Regions from separate parts of the Mus musculus genome. Here all the other regions are linked to region 2. The links are chromatin contacts, called in public HiChIP or PLAC-seq maps. All regions are on one chromosome and are shown on one strand. The core of a region is the stretch at or near the end of the contact, and the rest is flanking DNA. Distances in the headings are between cores, read along the strand shown.

Region 1 (3,558 bases), core at 278-2,777, 150 kb after region 2:
CAGCTCAGGCATTCTGAGTGGGGTTACAGTAGAGCTGTAAGGAAAGCAGTAACCACTCCTCCAGGCCTTTTGGAGCTCTGACATTCCATCAGTGGTTCTGTCTGTACCTCAGACCTGCAGCATTGACTCCAAATGAACAGTTAGAAGTGCCACCTTGGACTTTACCACAGACCTGTTCAGTCAGGAGCTCGAAGTTAGACCTAGCAATTTGTGTTTATATATGCTTTCCTGATGACTTTGGTCCTTGCTCAACTTTGACAAAGAATGTCTATATTACTATTCCAAAGTGGTTACTTTTTAAACACGGAAAGCATGTAGAAACTAATGCAGGTTTGTTTTCCTGCTAGCTTATTATATAAAGGCCAAAAAGATATTTTAATTAGTTAAGTATTTATTTTACTTTTCAGAAATAAGATCTAGGAGCTGGAGAGATGGCTCAGTCAGTGAAGTGCTCTCATGGAGGGTATGGAAGCCTGAGCTTGGATTCCCCAGCATTATGGAAACATCAGACACAGCAGTTTGAATCTGCTGAGAGGTAGGAACAGGGAGATCCTAGCCTCATTTGTGAGCTCCAGGTTCAGGGAAACCCCCATCTCAAAAATAAATGGGGAGTAAGTGCGGAAGGCACATGATGTCAGCATCTGGCTTCTGTGTACTTGCTCATGTGCATGTGCGTGCACGCACACATCCATACACACACACACACACACACACACACACACACACACACACGCACGCACTCAAACATGTATGTACAACACATAGAAATAGATAAATATAATATTACTCAAAATACATGACAAATTCCTTTATTTAAAAAATTAGACCAACATTCTAAAGGCTAGCCTAAGTAACAGAAGGCAAGTGTACTGGCTGGTTTTGTGTCAACTTGACACAGCTGGAGTTATCACAGAGAAAGGAGCTTCAGTTGGGGAGATGCCTCCACGAGATCCAGATGTAAGGCATTTTCTCAATTAGTGATCAAGGGGGAAAGGCCCCTTGTGGGTGGGACCATCTCTGGGCTGGTAGTCTTGGTTTTGTAAGAGAGCAGGCTGAGCAAGCCAGGGGAAGCAAGCCAGTAAAGAACATCCCTCCATGGCCTCTGCATCAGCTCCTGCTTTCTGACCTGCTTGAGTTCCAGTCCTGACTTTCTTCAGTGATGAACAGCAGTATGGAAGTGTAAGCCGAATAAACCCTTTCCTCCCCAACTTGCTTCTTGGTCATGATGCTTGTGCCGGAATAGAAACCCTGGCTAAGACAGCAAGTATGAAGACTTAAACATTGCCAGTAAATGGACAGCTGCGGAAAGAAAGTGTGAAGTCTAAGATATTGCCAGTACATGAGCATCCATGAAAATGCAAGCATTTCAGAACACTGCAGCGAGAGAGAACTCAGATCAGAGGGCTCAGAGGCTGAATGGTTTTGAGTGGACAGGATTTCACAAAATGCACCACTAAGGACTGAAGTGACTCATGCTTTCTGGCCCTAGGCTTTCTGGCTTAGTGTCCACTAGAGAATAATTTGCATAACTACACTAAAAAGTGAAACAGGAAACTGACCTCACTTTATCCTGACGTATATCAAAGCATACTTTTCACTGTTGGTTTTGAGTCATTTGATTAAATAGAAATTTTCACTTTAAAATGTTCTAAAGGGGCAGTTCCCATGGAAAGGGCTCAGTGGTAACTTGGTTTTTTGAAACTAACGTGTTATTCTAATTCAAACAGAGCAACCCAGAGGCTGGATTTGGGAGGAAGGGATGATAGGGAAGATAGACCTGAGAGAGAGGAGTTGGCTGCATTGTGCCTTATTTCTTGAGTACAAACCACAGGTTGGATGAAGGGACCTTCACATAAACAAACAGGATTTCCAGGAAGGATTTCTGAGGCACCATGCAGCACCTGAGAGCATCTTCAGCAACAGCCACAACTAGTTCTGTGCAGAAGTGAGAGATAGGCAGTGGAGCAAGGAGAATGAAGGAGTGGGGGAAAGGAACTCTCTTTACACAGAGGTGAAGGAGGGGGCGCATTCCGCTGAGGAGTGACTTTCAGGCTACCAAATGAGTGTAGGTTACTACCACTCCCAGCACTATTTCAGCTGGTGTTCAGTTCAAGTCCTAACTGGCACAGTTAGCATCAGCTCCATGAGGGAGTGCCCAGTCTCACAAGACTATTAATTAAATGTTCCAGGTTGTGCCTGTACTGTCACCAAGGAGCCATAAACTGAAGGTCCCCTCCAGGCTCCACTCAGATTTGGTCAGTTATTAGAACCATTCACAGAACCTGAGGAAACACCTGGTTACCTTCTCTGGATTGTTAGAAAGGAGAGGGGCTGGGTTTGGTGGCATGCCTGGTGGTCCTTAATCCTACGGCTTGGAAGACAGAGACAGGCAGATCTTTGTAAGAATGGGGCCTGCCTGCTTTACGTAGTGAGTTCCAGGGACTACATAATGAAATCCTGTCTCAAAAAAAATTAAATTAAATTTAAATAAAAAAAAAAAGCCAACAACCAGGAAGTAGTAGAATAGCCAAGAGCAAAAGTACGGCCTGAGGTCTGGAAGGATCCAGAGCAGGGGTCTCCTGTCCTGAGAGCTGGCTGGTGCTTCTGCTCCTGTTCCTGAATTTGTTCACCTACCCAGAAGCTCTCTGAACATTGTCTTGTTTGAATGGTGCTTCATTGTGTATGTATCATTATTTATTGAACTGTTGGCCAAACTAACCTCCGGCCTTTCCACAGAGGTTAAGCTGAAATTTTGATCCTCTAGATCAGCTACTGGCAGCCAGCCCCCCTTTTCAGGCAATCTAATAGCCCTTCCTCATTAACGTACAAAGGCCCTCTGTATTTGAGATGTCAAAAAATAGAGAGAAGACCAGATCCGTATTTCTTATTATGAACCATCACATCCAGTGACCAAATATATATCTGTAAATTGGAAAATCAAACATTGGGGGATGGCCATATTTGCAGTGGGCCACTGTACCCATGCTGTGTCCCAGCATAGACCTCTGAAACACAGTGGCTACCATTGTCAGCCTTCAGGCAAATAGATCCTGGGCTTCAATACCAGTTACCTGCTCAGTGACTGGTTATTTACTAAATTAAAATATGAGCCCCACTTTTATCCTCTGGAAAGGGGAGAGGAGCATAACTAAGTTACTTATTAAAACCTACTGTCCCTCTATCAGACCTTCAAAGAAGACTTAATTCCAACTCTCCTCAAACTATTCCACAAAATAGAAACAGAAGGTACTCTACCCAATTCATTCTATGAAGCCACAATTACTCTGATACCTAAACCACACAAAGATCCAACAAAGAAAGAGAACTTCAGACCAATTTCCCTTATGAATATCAATGCAAAAATACTCAGTAAAATCCTTGCAAACCAAATTCAAGAACACATCAAAACGATCATCCATCATGACCAAGTAGGTTTCATCCCAGGGATGCAGGGATGGTTAAATATATGGAATTCCATCAAAGTAATCCACTATATAAACAAACTCAAAGACAAAAACCACATGATCATCTCGTTAGATGCTGAGAAAGCATTTGACA
Region 2 (3,590 bases), core at 850-3,349:
ATAGAGACTTTAAACATTTAGCTCCTGATGGACATAGATTGAGTGAACATTTATAGCACTGGTTGGTAAACTTTCCCTCACCCTAGCAGCTGCTGAGGTACCTCTCAATCTCCTTTTGTATTCAAGCTACTGCAGGCCAGTTACATCCAAGTGGTATTGGATGTATCCCCCCATCTTTGTTGCCTGACTGGGACTGTACAAATGCAGGTATCACGTGCAAGAGAGAACCTTGAAGAATTGTTGAAAGTAAACGTGACAAGTTTCTACCTGATTATATCCAGTTTGGTAGCATCCATCATTTCTTTGTATCTCTGGAAGTTTCAGATTGTTTTCTGCAAGTGCATCATCGTTGTTCATACAATCAGAATTGCCATTGCACAACTGCAAAAGATTACCAGAGCAATCACTTAAACACCTCTTACAACAAGCACCACTAGAGGGCCAAGTCATGCTCTTTCATAGCCAGGACACAGAAAAGGGAAGCTATACCTTCTTAGAACCCTACTAAGCAGCCCAATAAATAAAAATGCACCCTTAGGCTCAGTCCCTTGGCTTTAAGCTTGTTACTCTCCTAAGTATTTCCTATGTTTCAATAAAGAATTATTGATGTCCCTCTTATACATTTGTCTCAAGGATTCAACGATAAAAACTGCCCAGCATAGAGTAGGAACTTGGTAAAGGACAGAAATTTTGATGATATCTTGGGGCAAATAAATTTAAGTCACAGAATATTCCATCTGGAAGGGTCTGTGCCATTATCTGTAACTCCATAATTATGCAGATAAAGAGTACTAAATAGTTGAGGATTTTCCCAAGATTACAAAGTTGGTTCTACACACCCAGACCTAGGCTATTAATCTTGTTTGTGATTTTTTTTTTCCTTTCTGTCAAGCAGAGTCAAAATACTTTTCATTTAAAGATGGGAGATATTTTAATCTAGGTAGGGTTGGTTGGGTTTTTTTTTTCTTGTTTGTTTGTTTGTTTGTTGTTGTTGTTTTTTTTTTTTTTTTTTTTTTTTTGAGAAAGGATCTCTCAATGTAGTCTTGGATATCCTGGAACTCAATATGTAGACCAAGCTGGCCTCTAACTCACAGAGATCTTCCTGCGTGTGCCTCCCAAGTGCTGGGAGGCATCCACCACCATGCCCAGCCTAATCTAGGTTGTGTGTGTGTGTGTGTGTGTGTGTGTGTGTTAGCACTTTATTGGGCTCTATACAATATGCATCTTATCTGGGCTGACCCTAGAGCATCCTGATTTCACACACACAGAACTTACTACATTCAGCCAAAAAGCACTTTCTGGTCCTTGTAGACTTCAAGGGATAAATGAAGGCAAAGAGATAAGGAAAAAGGAATAATGAGGGAAAAGGAATCCCCACCTAAGAAGCAATAGCTAAATTGGAACAGAGAATGGCCCACTGTGAATTTTCTAGAAATGCAGTCACATTCTGTATCTTCCAGACAGGAAAGGAACCCCTTCCCAACCTCCACTCAAAACCAGCAAAGAGGTGAGAAAGAGAGAACACAGTCTAGTCTGACCTTTAGCTTCAAATCCTAAGGGCCCTAGATCCCAGCAGAGAATTTCTAATTCAAGAGCAAAGAGAATGAATGGACGCCCACACTGGGTCTTCATCAGTTTCACAGCCTACCCACCTCTTTTCTCATTTCCACGATTTCCCAGAGAACATGTGTAATTAAGCCTCCGACTTGTGAAGTGGTATAGACAGGTCTGTTGGGAGTGGTATCCTCTGTGAAGTCTCCTCTCCGGACTTGTGAAGTAGGGAAGGCCGTGGTTGTCACCAGCATCAGTCCCAAGAAGGCAACTGGATGGAAGTCTCCTGCGTGGAGAAAAGGGAAAACCGGCAAGTGAGCAGATAGCACAGTTGGGCGCCTGCTGCTAGCTGATGGCTGCTGGCCAACCCACAATGCTGGCTCTCTGCCTCACACTCCTCTCTCACAGTCTCAATAGCTCCGCCAGAGGGCAAGGAACTGCCTTCACTTACTTGCAGAGAGGAACTTCATAGCGGTTTCTGGAATTGACTATCGTTCTTGGTGGGCTCCAGAGCAGAATGAGCTACAGACATCCCCAGTCTCATATTTATTAGGAGTCAACTCTCTAATTTTGAGACTCATGGGAAAATCCCACATTTGATAAAAATCTTTGTTGGAGGGTGGGGGTGGGGCCAGAGTGGGTGGGGCTGATTGGAAACCTTATTAAGATTGCACAATGTGACGTCGTTTAGCATCGAAAGAATCACAACTAGGAAGGGGAAAGTGTGCTTAAGTCATCCTTGAGGCTAGCCCTAAGAAGCATGAGCACTCTTCTTTTTTTTCTTTAAAAGTGACTCAGCACTTGAGCATGTCTTGATGGGAAAGAAAACTGAAATTCACAATGTTTTATAAGGAGAAAGAGAAGCTAAAGCTGATGTTATTTAAACGCAGGCACGCGCGCATGACAGACGACACACACATACACACACACACACACACACACACACACACACACACACACACACACATGAATAAGAGGCTAGGATTCTTTTGTATGTCTGTAAGGATCTACAGATGTTCTGACCTGAGTTTTTTCAGATCATACAAAGACACACACTCCCTCTCCCACCCCCAGCACCCAACCTGGACAACAGACAGTAATGTTGCATATTGCTTGTTTTTCCTGTGTCTTGTCAGGACCAGTTGTTTCTAATGGTTTGTTCACCTCCAAATTTTGTGCAGTTGTTTCCAGGAGTTGCCAGGTGGGTAAAGTGGGTGAAGTACAGAAATATCTTCTGTCTGTTGTCAAGCAATCTTGGCTTCCAAGTCCAAGCCTATTCTCTGCATTCTCCCCAGTGGTCTCTTGGCTATCTTCTTAGTTAAGACCTTTAGTCTCTGTGAGAGTTGCCCTTATCTGTTAGTGCTGATCCCACTGCTGCCAGGACACCCCAAAACATTTCCAGGTCATGCAAGGAGGCTTGAAGGTCTGTTGCAGTCCTCATGTTGTTGAAGTTTCTTTGATTCATGGTATATGGAAGATAAAGATATCGAAGAAGGACCTCATTGTATCTTAGCTAGCTTGTGTTTGAAGCTCCCTTCTACTGGATGACAGGATTTGAATCTGAAGGTGGTACGTCTCACTCTGAATAACCCCTCCAATGCTCAAGTCTTCTAGGCTGGGTCAAACTTAAACAGACTTCTTCCCTTTGGTTAGTTTCTTTTTCAGACTAGTTCCTGGTTTTCTGTCCACCTGTCTCCAGATATCTAGCTAGCATTCAGAATGATTCCAGGCTGAAAGTAGGCTCTGTACATAAAATCCAAAACCATTTACAAAACACACTCTCAGGATCACAATCAGCTTCTTCACTCTGCAGATTGCCTTAAGATTCTTGTTTTCTTATGCTCCCATGTTTAATAGTTCAAGAATTATATATCACTAGCATAGTTTCTCCTAGAATTCAATGTGAAGAAAAAAATTACACTAAAATAAAGAGAACAGCTTTATATCTAGCAGATTAATTTATATTGAGAATGCAAAAGGAGAATATAAGTACACTCTAAAGAATGTAACCCAGTGTAAACACACAGGCGATTAGAGTA
Region 3 (3,861 bases), core at 1,359-3,858, 230 kb after region 2:
GTCTTACTGCATAGCTCTCACTGGCCTAGAAATATATGTAGACCAAGCTAATCTCAAATTCAGATTTTCAGCCTACCTCTGCCTCCCAAGTACTAGTATTAAAGGCATGTGTTACGATGTGGGACTACAACTGCACTGATCTCTCCAGGTCCCCCCCCCACCCCAGCCCCATTGGGTATTCCACACCCAGAGTTCCACCTTTCATCTCACATGTGAAAGATCACAAAGATACGTGTGCACCAGCACCTTGTCACTGGAGATGCACAGGAGTTTACTTACCCCTATCCTATACTCATTGCCCCTCTGGCAGGATCCTGCACCTGTCACATCAGGAGGCAGTCAGTAATCAGCCTGGCCTGGCTAGCATTCTGCAAACTACTGAACACATAGGGCTGACTGCATGATGCGCCAGACCACGTATGGACCAGCAGCCCTGGCTTTTCTGTGTCTCCTCATCTAAGCACTAGCCTAGGTGCGCACGGCAAGCCCTCAATAGACACTGGTCATTCCTGCTAGCTATCATGTTGAGCAGCGCTCCCCTTGGACCTAAGTTCATCTGGAATGCCAGGCTACCTGAAGACATGCCAAGACTCAGGGTTAGGGTTAGTGTTAGGGTTAAGAGTCAAGGGTAGTCTACTGGCTACACACCTGTGACAGGCCTTAGTTGCTATGGCTGAATAGTAGTGACTCTGTCCTTAAAACCTCTGTTGACCATGACATCAACAGCTAGAGTGGGGTCTGAGTGTCCGAGGAGCCTCTTCTGAAGCGGCCTCTCACACATGCATCCGAATACCTTGCTCTTCAGTACGGCATTCTTGGGCAGGACACTACTGCCACACACTATTGTCATACTCAGGAGGAGGAGCCTCTCCAAGTTCCCAGCATAGTCACTCAGGCTGCTAGTCCAAAAAGCCACACTCACTGGATGACAACTGACCTCTATATGGGACACCAACACATTTCCCCCACCCCCTAAAGTGTCACTTTATCTTCCATAATTGAAAATGTAGGGGCTGGTGAGTTGGCTCAGTGGGTCAAAATGCCACCAAGTCTGACCACCTAAAATGGGCACCCAGAACACACAAGGTAGGTAGGAGAGGATCAACTCCCACAAACTGTCCTCTGACTTCTACCCATGCACCAGAGCACACCCTTGCACATACACACACAAAAATAAATGTATAAAACTGTATTTAAAAAAACAATACAAGACCTGCTTTTATTTTTCATAGTAACAGTGCAACTTACAGACAGGGAATGACCACAAGAGAGCTGGACTCAGTGACGTTTACATTTTATTTACGTCAGTAGCACTAAAATACATTCCTCCTTGAGGGTCACATTTTCACAACACACATTAACACCAATCCATACTCCATAAGTGCCCACACCACCTCCCACCAAAACCAAGCAAACTCAGCAAACACTTTGTGGTCACTTCCTCAAAACCCGGGTGGGTCCTGTCCCGGCTCCTAGCTACGGCAGTGCCCAGAACTCACAACGCTTCCCTTCCCCTTTCCACACCGCGGACCCATCTCAAGCTCACCAACACTGTTCATCGTGTGCTCATTGCCAAGGGGACAAAGTTCGAACAATAGATCCTCATGGCCAAAAGGAAGTGACACTGCCAAGAGACACGTGCAGCCCAGAAGTGAGGTGGCATCAGAATTCCCTGGTGCTCGATGTAAACCACAGGTTAGGTGACAGCGCGGCATGGACTATGGGGTCGAAGCTTGTGAAGGGGCCCTTATGAGCTTCTTGCTTCCTAGCTGATTATTCTGCACGCGCCTCTGTGTGCTGTGTGTTTGTGTTAATAGCCAGTAGCACACTGACCTATCATTACTAGAAATGGTATTGCTAAGCAAAACCTTTTGACTGAAAAAGGACAAATATTTCTCCAAGAAGAAAAGATGAGGTTTCCCAAAAACTAAACTATATTTGGTGTCAATTTTTGACCACCTGGAGAAGATTAAAAGTTGAACAATAAATAAGGAAAGACTCTATCTGAAGTGACTCCTGATAGCCTTAAGTGTTGCCAGAGTACCCTGAATCAAAAGCATCCTGACGCCCATGGCTCAAGGCACAGCTTACTTTACCTCTAAGTTCCGCTGTACTTAAAACTGCGCACTGTACCACCGCCAGGAGGTAGTCTATCATCAACACATACCTAGCTCCCTACTGGACCCTATGGACTCCTACAACTACAAATACCTCAGAGCTCAAAGCAGGGCTTGGGCTGCTGAAAAGAATGAGGCAGACCCTTACAACTCGAGGAAAAAGCTATGGATTTAGTGCTGGGAAAAATCAGAGTTACAAGGCTCAGGCTGTGTCACAAACTTATACCAGCTACCCGGGATTGTTGCCTCTGTCTCCAACACCCTTGGATCCTACCGATCCGTGGGCACACGTCCATAATCCTGCTAAGCCAAGTGACCCTGGGCGACATTTAAAGGATGCCGCTGCCATGCACATGCGCAACACACACACACACACATACACACACACACACAGTGGCTGCCGCGGCTGCCGCCAAGTCCAGCCTAATGGTTCCCTTTGGTCGACTTCTTCTTCTTCAAGTCCTCTTTCTGCTTCTGCTTCTTCCTCTTGCCACCTTCTTTGAGCCCTAAGGAAACATGGCTTATGAAACACTGCACACCAGCAACTGCATCCCCGTGAGATGGGTCACTCACTAGACACTTCCCCGTGCACAAAGCAACAGAACAGTCATTTATGGTGTTCATATCAAAAAGAAAACATGAACTGTTTGGAATAGCATGCTAAAAACTTTCCATATTGCTCCCAGAATGTCACCACCACACAGGGAAGTGTGCAACCCACAGCAAACATCCTACATTTACCCAGCAGCCCAGCCACAGAACCATCTCTGTAGAACAGGCTCCTCAGAGGCCCTACCAAGGCCCTACCTGCAAAATGTACAACCCTGTCACCTACGCAGCCAAGTCAGACACCCACCACAGCTGCCTTCTGAAATGGCAAGTCCATTCTCTCTGGCAGCCCATTTTCTATCTTGAAAAAAAGCCTCTCTAATTTTTCCTGTCATTAAAGCTAACAGATACATGACCTTACCAACCAAGGCCACAGTAAGACTGACAGAGGCTCAGCTCTGGATACTGCCAATAAGCTGATGGGCTTTGCCTTCAGGCCTACAGAAGCTCAGACTCTGGCCACATGCAGTAGGTGGGATGTGGGTCTGGTGCTGAACAAGAGCCACAAAAGAGACCTCAGAACCCCAGCTTCTATACGTGCCCACAGATACCTCAAATTCCCATGGTGAGATCCACCAAAACCTCAACACATGAATTAGTTGCGGGGGTGGGGGAGGGCGGTGAGGAAGGCAGGCCAGCAGCAGGCTTAGATGCAGGCTCTAGCTTTGGGAATGACAAGCCATGCTCTGTGAAAAGGGCAACACTCCACAGCACTACTAGGCAGGGTCAAGTTGAGCAAGAAAGAGGAGGAAAGAAATGTTTGTTTTATTCATGACTCTTCTCATGTTGAATAATTTCTTTTTAATGACTGCGTTGTATGTGGAATCCACAAACAAATGCAAAATGCCACTAATCCCTTTACCAAATGCAGCTCCCTCTTCAGAACAAACTTTAAGGCCACAGAATAGCCTGCAAAAAAATTTTAAAAAGGGGGCAGGGGGGGGGGGGGCCCGGGCTACATATCCTGAACTCATGGCTCAGCAATAAAGAGCTTACCAAGCATGTAGGCAGTCCACAGCACGCACGCACGCACGCACGCACGCACGCACGCACGCACGCAAACACACAGAGCCAGCAACTCAAACTGCATTTAGTTCTCGCCTCATCACCAACACAATATGGAGCATGGCTATGC

The links. HiChIP or PLAC-seq counts read pairs in DNA pulled down with a chosen protein or histone mark.
Region 1: a CTCF HiChIP or PLAC-seq map of the NIH/3T3 cell line shows a contact between it and region 2, with 15 read pairs. The contact joins the enhancer-like site here to the promoter of Il6 in region 2. A contact is called at or near these places in 7 of 39 promoter capture datasets (the 3T3-L1 cell line, cancer-associated fibroblasts, cranial neural crest and 4 more), 2 of 15 datasets of contacts at CTCF or cohesin (CD8 T cells and the NIH/3T3 cell line), 8 of 484 Hi-C or Micro-C datasets (B cells, adipose-derived mesenchymal stem cells, bone marrow-derived macrophages and 5 more), 12 of 115 datasets of contacts at active chromatin or transcription factors (CD8 T cells, the HPC-7 cell line, the NIH/3T3 cell line and 9 more) and 4 of 9 other capture datasets (adipose tissue, liver, macrophages and 1 more).
Region 3: a contact with region 2 is called in an H3K4me3 HiChIP or PLAC-seq map of microglia, with 7 times the contacts expected there. The contact joins the enhancer-like site here to the promoter of Il6 in region 2. A contact is called at or near these places in 9 of 39 promoter capture datasets (3T3-L1-derived adipocytes, the HPC-7 cell line, embryonic stem cells and 5 more), 1 of 15 datasets of contacts at CTCF or cohesin (the NIH/3T3 cell line), 18 of 484 Hi-C or Micro-C datasets (B cells, the C2C12 cell line, the HL-1 cell line and 12 more), 11 of 115 datasets of contacts at active chromatin or transcription factors (the HPC-7 cell line, acute myeloid leukemia, astrocytes and 6 more) and 3 of 9 other capture datasets (adipose tissue, liver and macrophages).

The regions. Positions count from the first base shown.
Region 1 is chr5:29,859,645-29,863,202 of GRCm38.p6, reverse strand. No RefSeq gene overlaps it. Among named protein-coding and RNA genes, the nearest start is that of Gm5129, 130 kb to the right of the region's middle. Within about 2 kb of position 1,527, at least 65 of the 459 cell types and tissues checked have an H3K27ac peak or open chromatin away from gene starts, as enhancers often do. A contact at or near this core is called in the NIH/3T3 cell line, adipose tissue, bone marrow-derived macrophages and 4 more, where this site is marked.
Region 2 is chr5:30,011,623-30,015,212 of GRCm38.p6, reverse strand. It overlaps Il6 (interleukin 6), which reads right to left and starts at 2,099. Exons shown (of 5, transcript NM_031168.2): 1 at 2,003-2,099; 2 at 1,653-1,837; 3 at 268-381. The coding sequence starts at 2,021. The region is part of intron 1 of A230098N10Rik (a long non-coding RNA gene); the gene reads left to right.
Region 3 is chr5:29,783,793-29,787,653 of GRCm38.p6, reverse strand. It overlaps a transcript of Dnajb6 not described here. Among named protein-coding and RNA genes, the nearest start is that of Gm5129, 50 kb to the right of the region's middle. Within about 2 kb of position 2,608, at least 6 of the 459 cell types and tissues checked have an H3K27ac peak or open chromatin away from gene starts, as enhancers often do. A contact at or near this core is called in microglia, where this site is marked.